2 separate regions of the Rattus norvegicus genome follow, and region 1 is linked to region 2. Evidence: chromatin contacts called from public Hi-C data. All regions are on one chromosome and are shown on one strand. The core of a region is the stretch at or near the end of the contact, and the rest is flanking DNA. Distances in the headings are between cores, read along the strand shown. Region 1 overlaps Klhl29 (kelch-like family member 29). Region 2 overlaps Klhl29 (kelch-like family member 29).

Region 1 (6,506 bases), core at 349-2,848, 85 kb before region 2:
CACATTGTTTTAATTATAGAATTTTTATTTGCGTATTAAAACCTGGTAGTGCAGACTATCTCTGGCAGTATTATTTTCCAGAAATAATTGTTGGCTACTGTATCTGACACAACTAGAAGACCAGTTGAACTTTACAGTCATCTTTTTTCTCCAAACTAAAAAAAAAAACAGCTTGTTGAGTTAACGTGACATGATGTCTGCCTGAATTAGATGATAGCTATAAATTGATTTATAAAGAATTGACATCCTACCGACAATATTGAGTCTTCTCCTTCAGGAATATGCGCTTCCATTTACTCTGTTTATTTGAACCTGCTTTCATATGCTCGGTAAACATCTGTGAGTTTCCTCATAAGAGCTCTGCACTGTTCTTTAAAAACCTCATCCCTAGACGTTGCATAGAGTTAGAGATCTGTCTGTCTTGCCTCACCCTGTTCTCTACTGATTCCTTACTGATGAATAGGAAAAGCTGTTAATATATTTCTTTTGTTACTGAAGTCATTTTGGCTAGGCTTTTGTTTTGTTTTGTTTTGCTTTGTTTTCTTTTTCTTTTTTTTCTTTCTTTCTTTTTTTTTTTTTTTGATTTGGTTTTGGTTTTTCAAGACAGGATTTCTCTGTGTAGCCCTGGCTGTCTCAGAAGTTGCTCAGTAGACCAAGCTAGCTCAAACTCAGAGATCTCTGCCCATCTCTGCCTCCCAAGTGCTGGGAATAAAGGTATGTGCCTCCCCTGACTGTCAGATGACTAGACTTTTTCAAGGCTCTGGAAAGATGCTGATAATTTTCGTATATTCAATCCATAGTATCTAGGAAAGCTGGTATTAACAGTTTTCAGGCATCTATATTTCTTTGAAGGCTAATGGCCTCTTGTACACATTCCAATGTAGTTTCTTTCTGACTCGAGACCCAAGACCTAGAAATGGGTTTTCTTGGGGCATACCATCTCATCATGAATCGTAGTTGCTTTTAGGCCTCCCTTGAAGTAAGTAGCCATGGTGACTCTGGTGGGCTGAAAGGGGACAATCTGTAGATAGGTGTTTGCGGTTCACAACCCTGCTTTGTGAGAGAGTGGAAAGAGCTGGTCATAAAGAATCACATGGGAGCTGGCTCTGGATGTCTGTCCCAGATGAGTAGAGAGAGCCCTACTGATTGATATTAGCACTGGGTTTTACTTTACCCAGATGTACGCTCACAGCCAGACAAACTCGAATGCGAAGAAACAGTAAGGCATCCCATGCTCCTAGAGTTGATCCCCGGTGGATACTCAAAATTGTCATTCACAGCATTAAACGGAACCAACCTTGAAGGGAGAAACAGAGAGAAGGAATGGCCAGGAATATGGCTGTACTTTCAAACACACTTCATGCCCAGACCCTATCCCAGGCTCACTTGGTGCTGTCACCTTCTCCACATTAAGACCTCCTCTCTGGAGTGGAGGAAGAATTTCTCCTACCCGGTTCTCCCTGGCATATGGCGTCAGGTGGGGGTGGGATCTCCCCACATCCCACACAGACGGCTTGCGAATGTTCCAATCGTGTGCATTTCCTCTGTTGGACGAACAACTCATCTTTTACTCTTGGATTCCTATGCCAGTTGGGGAAGGTTGTTTTTCTCCCACTTGAAAACCTTCCTCGGAAGGAATATGTTGCCGTCAGCAATGCCTCTGTGTTGTAACTGTCTCCTATGAAGCCAGACTGCAAGGCAGCATGTCGTCCCTCGATAGAAACCCAAACCCATTATTTCAAGCTTCAACAAATATCCGAGTGCCTTCTGGGTGCCCAACGCTGTGTGCGGTACTAGAACTGGGCAAACAACACAAGGATGGCTGGTCCTTTCACACAAGGATAGCAGTTCTCGACCTGTGGGTCCCAAAATACCTCTTTGCAGCGGTTGCCTAAGAGCATTGAAAAACACAGATATTTATATTACAATTCATAACAGTAGTAGAATTACTATAGTGAAGTAGCAACAAAAATAATTTTAGGGTTGGGGGTCACCACAAGAAGGAACCGTATTAAAGGGTCACATAAGGAAGTTTGAGAACCATTGGACTTAGTTCTGCTGGAAAATGTTTATCAGGCAGCACTGGCAGCAGTGACACCAGGAAGGAAGATACACTGTGCCTTTACATGGAGCCTTGCCTCGTCTCAGATTCAGAGAGTGGGTGGTGACTGATCTGAGACTTAAAAGAGCTGCTAACCTTGATATAACTGTTACAGCTGAGTTTTAAGGGGGGATGGGCTAGAGCAGTTGCTTCTCAACCTTCTTAACGCTGTGACCCTTTAATACAGTTCCTCATGCTGTGGTGACCCCCCCCCAACCATAAAATTATTTTGTCGCTACTTCATAACTGTAAGTTTGCTACTTTTATGAATCATGATGTAAATGTCTGATATGCAAGACATCTGCAGATCACGAAAAGGGCATTTGGCTCCAAAGAGGTTGCGACCCACAGGTTAAGAACTCTGTGCTACAGACCACATGAAGCTCAAGAAGAAGAAAGACCAAAGTGTGGATGCTTCGGTCCTTAGAAGGGGGAACAAAAATACTCACAGGAGGAAATATGGAGACAAAGTGTGGAGCAAAGACCGAAGGGGAATCCATCCCATATGCAGCCACCAAGCCCAGACAATATTGCTGATGCCAAAATGTGCATGCTGACAGGAGCCTGATATAGCTGTCTCCTGAGAGACTTGGCCAGAGCCTGACAAATACAGAGGCCGATGCTCACAGCCAACCATTGAACTGAGAACAGGGTCTCCAATGGAAGAGTTAGAGAAAGGACTGAAGGAGCTTAAGGGGTTTGCAACCCCATAAGAACAACAAAAATAACAACCAACCAGACCCCTCCCCCAGAGCTCCCAGGGACTAAAGCACCATCCCAGAGTACACAGGGATGGAACTATGGCTCCAGCTGCATATGTAGCAGAGGATGGCCTTGTCAGGCATCAGTGAAAGGAGAGGCTCTTGGTCCTGTCAAGGCTCAATGCCCCAGTGTAGGGGAATGTCAGGGCAGGGAGGTGGGAGGGAGTGGGTGGATGGGTGGGGAATACCCTCATAGAAGTAGAGGGAGACAGCCGGTTTCTGGAGAGGAAATCAGGAAAGGGAATAACATATGAAATGTAAATTTAAAAAATCCAATAAAAATGTCTAAAGAAAAAACCCTCTGTGCTAGAGGTAGGGTGGATAGTGGACTAAGCAGAGAGGTTCATGTATGGGAGCGACTATGAGACTTTAACAAAAGAGAGGCAGCCACTGATGCCTTAGCATCAGTGAATTAATTTGACAGGGAGTACGGAGCAGGGAGATGCCATTGTAGAGTTCTGCTGGCCACTTACCACACAATCTGTCCTAATTGTCGGATGCGGACCGATTTTGCTGGCTTTTAAGAGTGTGTCACTTTTGGCAGGTAAGATGGCTCAGTGGTAAAGGCATCTGTCTCTAACAGACCTGGTAACCTGAGTTCAATATCTGGGTCCCACCGGGTGTAAGGAGAGAAATAAGTTCTACTAAGGACTGAGCTGAGAGGGCCCCTAAGATTCACGGTGGGCAGTCAAATGTCTAAGTCTGGCTCATTAAGAGTGAGTAGGGTCAGGGACATACATTTGCATAGATCGCCCGTGCAGTTTGTGGTGGGTGGCATCTTAGTGCTAAGGGACGTGCTATTTGCCCCCAGTCCACCAATAACCAGCCACTCCCTAATTCCAGAGGTGATGCTTTCCTGGCTGGGAAAGAGATCTCCTGTGTGCCATCACCAGGTACTGCTGCAGCAGAGCTTAAGATTAACACATGACGCTAAGGAACCCTGGATGCCAACTCTTGGTCACTCTCCAGACTCCCAAGTCCTCTCTTGAAGGATACTCCTGACTTCAGAGTGGGAAGCCGGAGAACCTCTCTTTCCCTTCCTCTCATCTGTCCTGAGTTCACCCTCCCTCAGGGCCCAGTCCAGAACCACGAACTTCAAAATATATTGAATATATTTAAATATATTTAAAATGTATCTTGTACCTAGGCCAGGAAGAAAATTAACTTTTCTTAAAATTCGACATCACATATACATTGGACATTCAATAAGTACTCATTAAATAAAGCTGACAGGATTAGAATACTAATGGGACAAATATTGAAAAGGAAGGATATCCAAAATCCCTTGTGAGGCCAGGTGAGGGAGGTAGCATTCAGCTGAGCTAAGGTAACTAAGGATGTGGGTGATTTAGAAGGAGCTGGGGATTAGGGTGGGGACATGTGAGGGCAGAAGAAGCAGGAAGTCCTGGGGGGGACATGGAGAGGTATCTGTGGCTGGAGCATATCACGTCTCTTGGAAAGGGGCGTGTCAAGAGTAGAAGCAGAGGTCCAGGTAACCATCCATGGAGGGGATACAGGAGTGTGGGTTAGGGTGTCTAAGCAGCCAAGGTGAACAGTTTAAGCAAGACCTCAAGAAGAGAGCCATGGGCAGGCCCGATTTCCTTCTGTTACATATGCCGGAAGAGTTTTCTCAGTCTTCCTGCTGTCAGGAGATGAAACAAGACAAAAATATCCTTGTTCTCCCTGCACTGGGGCATGAAGGCTTGGGCTAGGATTTTAATAGGTACTGATAACATCTGATGTCACTTTCCCCAGATGTGAAAATGGCAGCTCCCAAGTGTCAGCAATGTTGAGTGATTGACTCTGAGGGTCTCCTAGGACTCTTTAGGCAACGTACAGATAGATTCTAGTCAGGATCACGTAAGCTATACGCAGGCCCAGTCTAGTAACCAACACACTAGGGGGGGGCCAAGATTTTAGTCATGGATGTTTTCTGACTCACGTGGACATTGGTGTGACCTTTAGTTCCTTTAGGCTCCTTAGGAACTGCCACATGGCTCTGACCTAGGACAATTAGAGCTGGCCTCCCTTCAGCACTCTGAATGACGTCAGAGCCTAGCAAGGTCTGTTGACTGCCCATGTCATGCCTGGTTCTGCTCAGAGTCTGCCAGTGATTGAGGAATTATAGGGTTAATGCAAACAAGTCCATACCATTGCTCTGAATCCATGGCCCTACAGCGTCGATGCCTCCTGGACTACAGAGAAGGACAGCGGTAGGAGTCTGCTAACCGATGCTGATGTGGGTCAGTGTTGTTTCATGGGTCACACTCCAAAGCTGGGAAGAGGAAAGAGGATTACAATCTTGAAAGAAGGACCCAGAATTCTTAGAGACAGAGTAGAGCTATGAGAATCAGGGACACTAAACAACACTGTGGACCGGATGCATCTTGGAAAGTTTCCCAAACACCTGGGCCTGGACAAAAAGCATTTCACAGTTCCTTTAAAAGCGAATCATCCTGCATTCATCAGATGGGAAAGAAGGAAGTAGGTGCCAGCATCAAGCTAATGCAGGGGTCAAAGGTCAGTACTGTAAAAGTTCTCTTCCAGGCCGGCCAGGCTGTCCCCCACGAGGTTCCGAGGATCACTTGTCTCTCTTCAGATAGCTTGCAGCCCAGGTATCCATTCACAAATGGGAAAATGGCCAGTGTTGGGCCTGTCATGGGAGATGGCAGGTTTGGGCTGGCCCAGGTGCCCTTTTCTCTCTCCTTCTGACTGGTTGTCTGTTTCTAAGTCACCTTTAAATGTTGTAAACCACTGCTTGTCACCTTGCCAAATTTCCATGCTCTTACTTAAAAGTGATTCGCACACTAGATGTTTTTGACATTTGAAGATGACTGGCTTCTTTGGGCAATTTTCTTGTTTGCCATCAGGAAAACGCCTGTAGTTCTCTATTCATTTGGGGGAAAGGTGAGGTGCAGGATGTGTGGAAGAAACTGGTAGGAGTAGAAAGGGGTCAGGAGAAGTGACCTGTGAACTGTACGTAAGGTATAAGATTCTTGCTAATACAAGGATTATAGTGACTTCTTGATGTCACGTTAGGGATCGTTTTTAAGTAGCAATCATTCATCTACAGTGAGGCTGGCATTGGGTTGACCACAAAAAGCCCATCTCTCTGAAGAAGCTAACCATGGGATGGGTTCACAGATGGAGAAGCAGTAAAGGCCTACTGTTTCTACTCTAACAATGCCCCAATGCTGTGTGTCATATTTCTCTAGGACAAAGAGCTTGTTGCTCCAGACCCATGGCCATGGTTCCTGGAAAATCATCCTTTCTTCTCTACTGAACTGGGATGATGTTGATTAGGAACTATGGCTAGAGAATTGGCCAGTGTGCAAAGCACTTACCACACAAGCACGAGTGGCAAGTTTAAGTCTCCAGAACCCACACAAACTGGGCCGGTTAGCACATGTCTATAATCACAATACATCTACTGTGAGAAGGCCACTGGAGAACCCCTAGATGATCACAGACCAACTAGCCTGGTGTGTATACTATTAAACAGCAAAAAGACTGTCTCAGACCATGGTGCAAGACGAGAACCAACACTTGAGGTTGCCTTTTGACCTCTACACATATGCCTTGGCAAGACACTTGAAAGAATATATATGTAAGTATCCACTCACACATTAAGGTGTCCCCTTTCT
Region 2 (6,722 bases), core at 2,294-4,793:
TGTGTAGAGGAAGGCTACTGATTTATTTGAGTTAATATTATACCCAGCCACTTTGCTGAAGGTGTTTATCAGGTTTAGTAGTTCTCTGGTGGAACTTTTGGGATCACTTAAATATACTATCATATCATCTGCAAATAGTGATATTTTGACTTCTTCTTTTCCGATCTGTATCCCCTTGACCTCCTTTTGTTGTCTGATTGCTCTGGCTAGAACTTCAAGAACTATATTGAATAAGTAGGGAGAGAGTGGGCAGCCTTGCCTAGTCCCTGATTTTAGTGGGATTGCTTCAAGTTTCTCTCCATTTAGTTTAATGTTAGCGACTGGTTTGCTATATGTGGCTTTTAGGATTCCACTCACGGGCCTGTCTCTTCTGGTGTAAATTGGGACTTCTGGTCTTGGTGTTGATTTTCTTGCTTCAGGGTTGTTAGACAGCTGTAGCTGGAAGGTCTGATGATATTCCCTGGGCTCTGGGATAATCAAAATTATCCAGTCTGAGAAATCCAACTCCTTGGAGGGTCTCATAAAATGGTTTGGGAGGGGTTAGGTGAGGATGGTGGTAAAGATCTCGTTCCACAAGCATGAGGACCTAAACTATGATCCCCGAACCCACATAAAGCTGAGGGCAACAGCACATATCTATGAGGAGACAGAAGGCAGAAATAAGAGAATCTTCAGAAGCACACAGGTAGCTGGCTTCTGTGCAGCAGCAGAACAAGAGACCCTGTGTCAAGGTAGACTTGAGGAAGGGCACCTGAGGTGTCTTCTGAACACACATGTTCTGTGTGTTGTGTGTGTCTATATTTTTACATGGGTTTACACACAGAGAAACACACACATACATGCATACATACACACACACACACACACACACACACACACACACACACACACACCTCCTTAGAATTGGACAGGGTCCTACTGTATAGGCCAAGCAGGTTTCAAACTTATGGAAATCCTCTGCTTCCTGTTCAGTCTTCTGGACGCTAGAGTAACAAGTGTGCCATTTCCATACTCATCAAGATACAGATCTTCAGGCAGCAGGGACTTGGAGCAGACCCTAAGCTCATGAAAGCCAAAGGAGGCTCTGACATCCTGACTCTACAGGCCTGGGCCATGTCCTAGTGAGTAAGGGTACCAAAGCGGTGTAGCAACCTTGCTGTGGTTGTGCCACATCTTCTCCCATGTGCTGCGTCTAGATGACTTGTTGAGGTTCAGAGAACATATCAGTAGGACACATTGGTTTTCACTAGGCACGCTAGCCTCCTGGTTTGTTGAGTGTGTTTATTTCAGACTCAGCACTATAAGAATCTTGCTCCAGGTGATGCTCTTGTACCTGCAAATTCTTATCGCTGCCCCCTTCACCAGTCAGCTGAGCGTGAGCTTTCCACCAAAGAGTTAGCAGTGACTGAGGATCTCTCTTTGTAGCATTTCCCAGCATGGCCAGGGAGGCAGAAAGGAAGGAGAAGGTACTTAGTGCACCAGCAAGGAAGGACACAGTGGGATACATTCATGGTAGCCAAGGATGCCCAGAGGCAGATGTCCCGGATGTCTTCATGGAGAGGGAGAATTGAGGTAAGCAGCAGACATCTGAAGTCTAGGAAGAACGTGAAGAACTCTTCACGAGTCAGAAGAAAGGGTAGAGAGAATAAAGCTGCAGGTTAAGTATTGCGAGGTACGAAGAACGTTTTGCTTCCCACCGTGGTTCCTGCTTGTGTTGGTGCATCTGATGCTTTATGCTTTGTGAATTTACACTTCCACCTGGTTGCATTTTATTAAGTCCTAGCTTTGTGTTTCTGACAGCTGCAATCAGCATCAGGAAAGCCATGTCCTCACTGCTTAGAGACCACTAATTACCACCTTCTTCTCCCTCCCCATCCCCCGCCCCTCATCCCCCTCTTGAAAGTTGAAGAAATGCCCAACAGTGACCACAGGATGTTGATGTGACTCAGGGGTCCCTTTAACATACTTTTTCTGATTTAAGAACCTATTTGATATTTTGGGAATTGTCTAGGTTGGTTTGTTTGTTTGTTTGTTTGTTTGTTTTGCTTTCGAAACTGGACACTTGTATGTTTGGAAGTATAATTTTTAAAAGCCCAATTTCTCAACCCCACATCTTTTTCATTCAGTTTGGAAATGGAGGGGAGGGGGATCACACATGTGGCATAGAAAGGCCCCTCTGAGTCCACTGCCCAAGGCTGCACTCTGACACACTTCACGAGATATGAATGTCTTGATAAATCATGATTATGCCGCTTTTTCCCTGAGAACAGAAGTGGAACTGGCATCTGCTTGTCTGCCACAGAGCATCTCCAGGCCTGGGCGTGCTGTAACCGTCTTGATGAGCTCAAATTGCTTCCTGTACTAGTTTAGGGGCAGCAGTCCCGGGATGAACCGGGTCATCTTGGAGATCTGAGATGCAGAAGTCACTCTGAGTCTCAGAGAGGCTGCTGGTCCAGACTCGTGCCACAGATACCTAGAGCCTCCCCACAGGGTCATGTGAACCAGCTTTCATTTGCAGGCTGGATGGAGAGCTTGGGTTCTGTCTCTTGATGGGCTTTGAGCTCCTCTGGGTCTGTGGCTTGGAGTCATCCACATTGATGGGAGCCTGGCTTCAAGGCCCTGTGGGGACCGCTGCTTTGTGAGGATAGGGCTGATCCAGCCCAGGCAGACTGTGTAAAGTTAGGGCTGACAGCGTGGAAATAGTCCTGCAATGTGAACATGCAGGGCACCACCCTGGATCAAACTTATTCCGTTCATTAGTGTCTCAGCGCTGTACCTGATGTCCTCCCTGATGTCTGGGTTGAAAGCACGGATTGACAAAAGAATTTAAATAATTAGATTTTTTTTATTTACTAATCTTTTGCGTTACCCTTTCCAAATAGCAAAACTATTTTTATATCTTTACAACGTTGCTATTCTTATCCAGAAAGTTCTCTGACCTGCATCTCTTACCTTACCCTGACAGATGGCCTGAAACTCCTCTAAACAGAATTCTTTTTATAACTTTTATACAGAAATAAGTCCAGATCTAAGGCATGCGATTCAATCAGTCTTGCATGGACCTGTGCCGACCTCTGTTGCATACATCCCTGTCAGGAAAAGGAACATTTCCATCCACCGCCTTGGAGGCCAACATCCCAAACCAGAAGCAGTGAGTGATTTGTTTTGAACACGCCTTTTAGCGTGGTGGCTTTTAAAACTTCACCTGAGTTTGGAAAACGAACGTCTTCCTCTGAGGACAGTCTGCTGCTCTCTCCTGGGCACCGGATTCCATCGTTGTAGGCAGGTCAGAAGGGCATTCTTTCCATGTTGTGAGGTCCCCTGGCTGGGACTCAGAGGTCCTGAAGTCTAGTCAGTGGCATGTTTCTACCTGGAACTGCAGGCACTCCCAGTGCCTCCAGAACAAGGGATGGCAAGAAAGCTTATTCTGTTTCCAGGATCGTTTGTCTGCGATTGTGCCCGCTGAGTAGGACTCCAGATTAGAGGAAAAAATGAGAGAGGCCCACTCATCGGCCTGCATAATCAACACTGAACAGATTTCTGCTCCAACAAAGAGAACAGTGTGTTCCCGAGACTCTGCTGTGCAGGCCGAGGCTCGCTGGTGGGCGGTTCTCCTGTGAGGGAATAGAGATTTTTCAGCACCCCCTCCCATCCACCACTTCCCTTTGTGTTGGCCCCAGACTTTCTGGCTCCTGAGATGTGGTTATTGTCCTGAGGCCTGGAGAGGACAGAGGTGGCTCTGGTTATCTGTGCCTCTTCATCCTGACTTTCTATACATACCCCAGGCGTGCGCGCACACACACATACACACACACACACATACACACACACACACACACACACACACACACACACACACACACACACAAAAGCAAAGCCCCGTGAGCCCACCTGTGTGACCAACCTGCTCAGGTCACTGGCTGGTCAGTGAGCGTTCAAACCACCATCCGACCCCTTCGCTTGCCTTCTCTTCTCATGCCAGTGGCCACTCCATTTGCTTACAGGGACTGTGCTCCAACTGCACCCTTGGTGACCCCCCACCCCTGCCCCAGGGAAATCCTAATCTGCACTCTCCTGGGTGTTGTGTGCGAACGCTTCCAGATAGAATCAGTCAGACTGCTGACTTTCAAGACACCAAGCAAGAACAGCCAGACTGCTGTTTGATTTTAGGCCCTCGTGAGTCTCTCTTCTGTGACCCTCGGCAGGTGATTCTTTCTGTCTGGTTCAAATGGTTAAAAATTCCATGGCTCAGGGCTGTTTGGAATAGCCAAGATTAAGAGTGTGTGTGTGTGTGTGTGTGTGTGTGTGTGTGTGTGTGTGTGTGTGTGTGTGTGTGTGGTGTGTGTGTGGTGTGGTGTGGTGTGTGTGTGTGGTGTGTGTGTGTGTGGTGTGGTATGTGTGGTGTGTGTGTGTGTGTATGTGGTGTGCGTGTTATGTGTGTGTGTGTGTCACAAGCACGAGCGTCTCTCTCGCAATTGTTATTTTCCTCTTTAATCAAAGGGATTTAAATGGCCTTAGAATGTATGTGCTCTTTTTTGAATGTCAGAGTTGTGCCCTTTGTAAAATTACCCCAGGGTATGAGAAGAGAACGTGTAAGCAATTAAAATGCACAGGACTGCAGCAGGGGAGAACAACAGCAGAAGCTGCTGCCTGCCTGGAGCACCCAAGGGGCCTGAGTCCTGGGTTGGGGGGTAAAGGAGGCCCAGGCCCACCCCTTGCTCTCTTGCTAGGGCTCTCGCATGACTCTGACCTTTGACAAACTGCCCGCTCCTCAGTGACCCTGTCAGAATGCAGATGTTGGACTAATGGTCACTTAAGATACATGTTCCTTTAAGTGTTGGCTGTGATCACTGCCAATTAGACTGCAAACGCTTAGGTTTTAGATACTCAGACCGGTCGTAGATGCTCCCCTCCGTCAGTGGTGTGGGATTTATGCACATTCATCATCGTGTCACTGTCACCGGCCTTGGGAGCCGAACCAAGACTGTCAAAAAGCCCTGTTATCCACAGTACAGCACTGTGCACTCATGGCCGCTTCCCTTGGGCAGGGGCCGTCCTCGGGTGTACTCTGGCTCCCCTCAAGCTCCTGAGAAAGGCCCCCAGTGAGCGGGGAGGAAAGGGACAAAGTCTTTGAGCCCAGCTTCCAGACCTGAGTCTCCAAAAGCTCCAGACCCTGCCCACATTGCTGACTCTGTTTATGTTGGAAGAGGGACCAAGCTCTGCCCATCGTCCCCACCCCCACCCCTTCTCAGGGTTGTCTTGTTCTAGCCCGCTGCCTATGAAGTTCACAGAAAAATTGCTCTTGGAGCTAGCCAAAGACCATGGAGCAGGAACCATTCAGCCTTCACGGTGATCCCTGGGAGCCTGCTCAGAGGCCACTCGAGTTCAGAGGCAATGAAGCAAGCGTTCTTTGGAACAATCTGTGGTCATCCAGGTCTAACACATTTTAGAAGTGCTTTTCAGTCAAACTTGTTGAATTAATATTCAAGTCTTTAAGGGACAAATGTCAAGGACCTATAAATCCTCTCATTTGGATGAAGCTGGGGCAAGACTCAAAGCAGGTGCTCGGTGGCCATCAGCCACAGTCTTCCAGAGCAGAGCCCAGGGCGCAAGAGTCGCTGTGAATATGTAGCTGACTTCACCAGCTCTAACTGCTCTGTGGCTACACTGTAGTTTCCATGGTTAAGGTCAGAATGTTTATGTCCACGAAGGCTGGGGGTCAGGAGATAGCGGGCTGGGTCTAGGACAGAGGTCCAGTCTTCTCGTGGAAGGGTCACGGCTCCCACTTACAGTTGGAGCTAGAGAAATGGGTATGAGTGGGGCTGGTTAAAGATCCCACCTGTCCAGTGCCAGATTAAACTCAAAGTTCTGACGTTCTGGAGGAGGGCCGTCCTTGAGCCAGTAGGTGACTGGGGGGCCTCTACTGATGGCCACCGTCACCTGTTCTCCCAAGCAGCTCACGCGAAACCCCTCCGGGTTATGCATCTTTAATGTGCCACCCCCTAATCCTCAGAGCATCGTTCATCTTTTACTTTACCCGGGAACAAACATCCCCCGCCCTTTCACTCCCTCCTCCTTCCTCCAAAAACCCTTTCTTTTCTCTTATTACGGACTTCCAGGGGCTAAGGTTGAACATTTCTTACCTTTCAAGGTAGTTTGCCATTGTCCCTTTGATTCTGTGGTTGGCATAAGCCTTCCCAAGTGGAGAACCTAAGGTCCTGCGGGATCCTGAGGAGACAGTTGAGACCCTAATATTCAGGGGGTTCATTAAACACTCTCCCCAGATTGTTCCCCAGCCCTGTAGACTGTTTGCTTCTCCTGCTTCCAGGAGGTGTCCCCAGAACTGTGCTTAGACATTCCCCCTGCTTAGATGGGATACTGGGGCCCTGCAGTCCCCGGGTCCCTAGACTCCCCCTCCTCCTCCCCCTCGGTGTCCTCAGCAGCTCCCCTTCATCAAGCAGGGTGTGTGCTGCCTCCCCTGCCCTTCTACTCCCCTCCTGCCATTACCTGGTTCCATCCATCTCCTCTCAAGGGAGACATTTTCGTCACACTGTCTGAGCAACTCTCAGGACAGCAAAGCACACAGGATGCCGTCACTGCGTCCTCAACGGGTTCTCAAGACCGAGTTATTCAGATCACCCCAAACACTCGTAGAGAGCATCGTGAACACAGCCTCTCTGTGTGGTTCAGAAGAAAGACCAGAGACAGGCGGGGACTTTAGA

Evidence for each region. A called contact is a pair of places that touch in the nucleus more often than the background predicts.
Region 1: a contact with region 2 is called in a Hi-C map of frontal cortex, with 1.4 times the contacts expected there. The contact joins two enhancer-like sites. A contact is called at or near these places in 2 of 12 Hi-C or Micro-C datasets (Schwann cells and frontal cortex).

Annotation. Positions count from the first base shown.
Region 1 is chr6:34,082,828-34,089,333 of GRCr8, reverse strand. All of the region lies in intron 1 of Klhl29 (kelch-like family member 29), which reads left to right. Among named protein-coding and RNA genes, the nearest start is that of Klhl29, 24 kb to the left of the region's middle. Within about 2 kb of position 1,598, at least 5 of the 93 cell types and tissues checked have an H3K27ac peak or open chromatin away from gene starts, as enhancers often do.
Region 2 is chr6:33,999,387-34,006,108 of GRCr8, reverse strand. All of the region lies in intron 2 of Klhl29 (kelch-like family member 29), which reads left to right. It overlaps LOC134479335 (a long non-coding RNA gene), which reads right to left. Exons shown (of 3, transcript XR_010052512.1): 1 at 6,508-6,722; 2 at 6,144-6,228; 3 at 2,826-5,798. Among named protein-coding and RNA genes, the nearest start is that of Klhl29, 110 kb to the left of the region's middle. Within about 2 kb of position 3,543, at least 35 of the 93 cell types and tissues checked have an H3K27ac peak or open chromatin away from gene starts, as enhancers often do.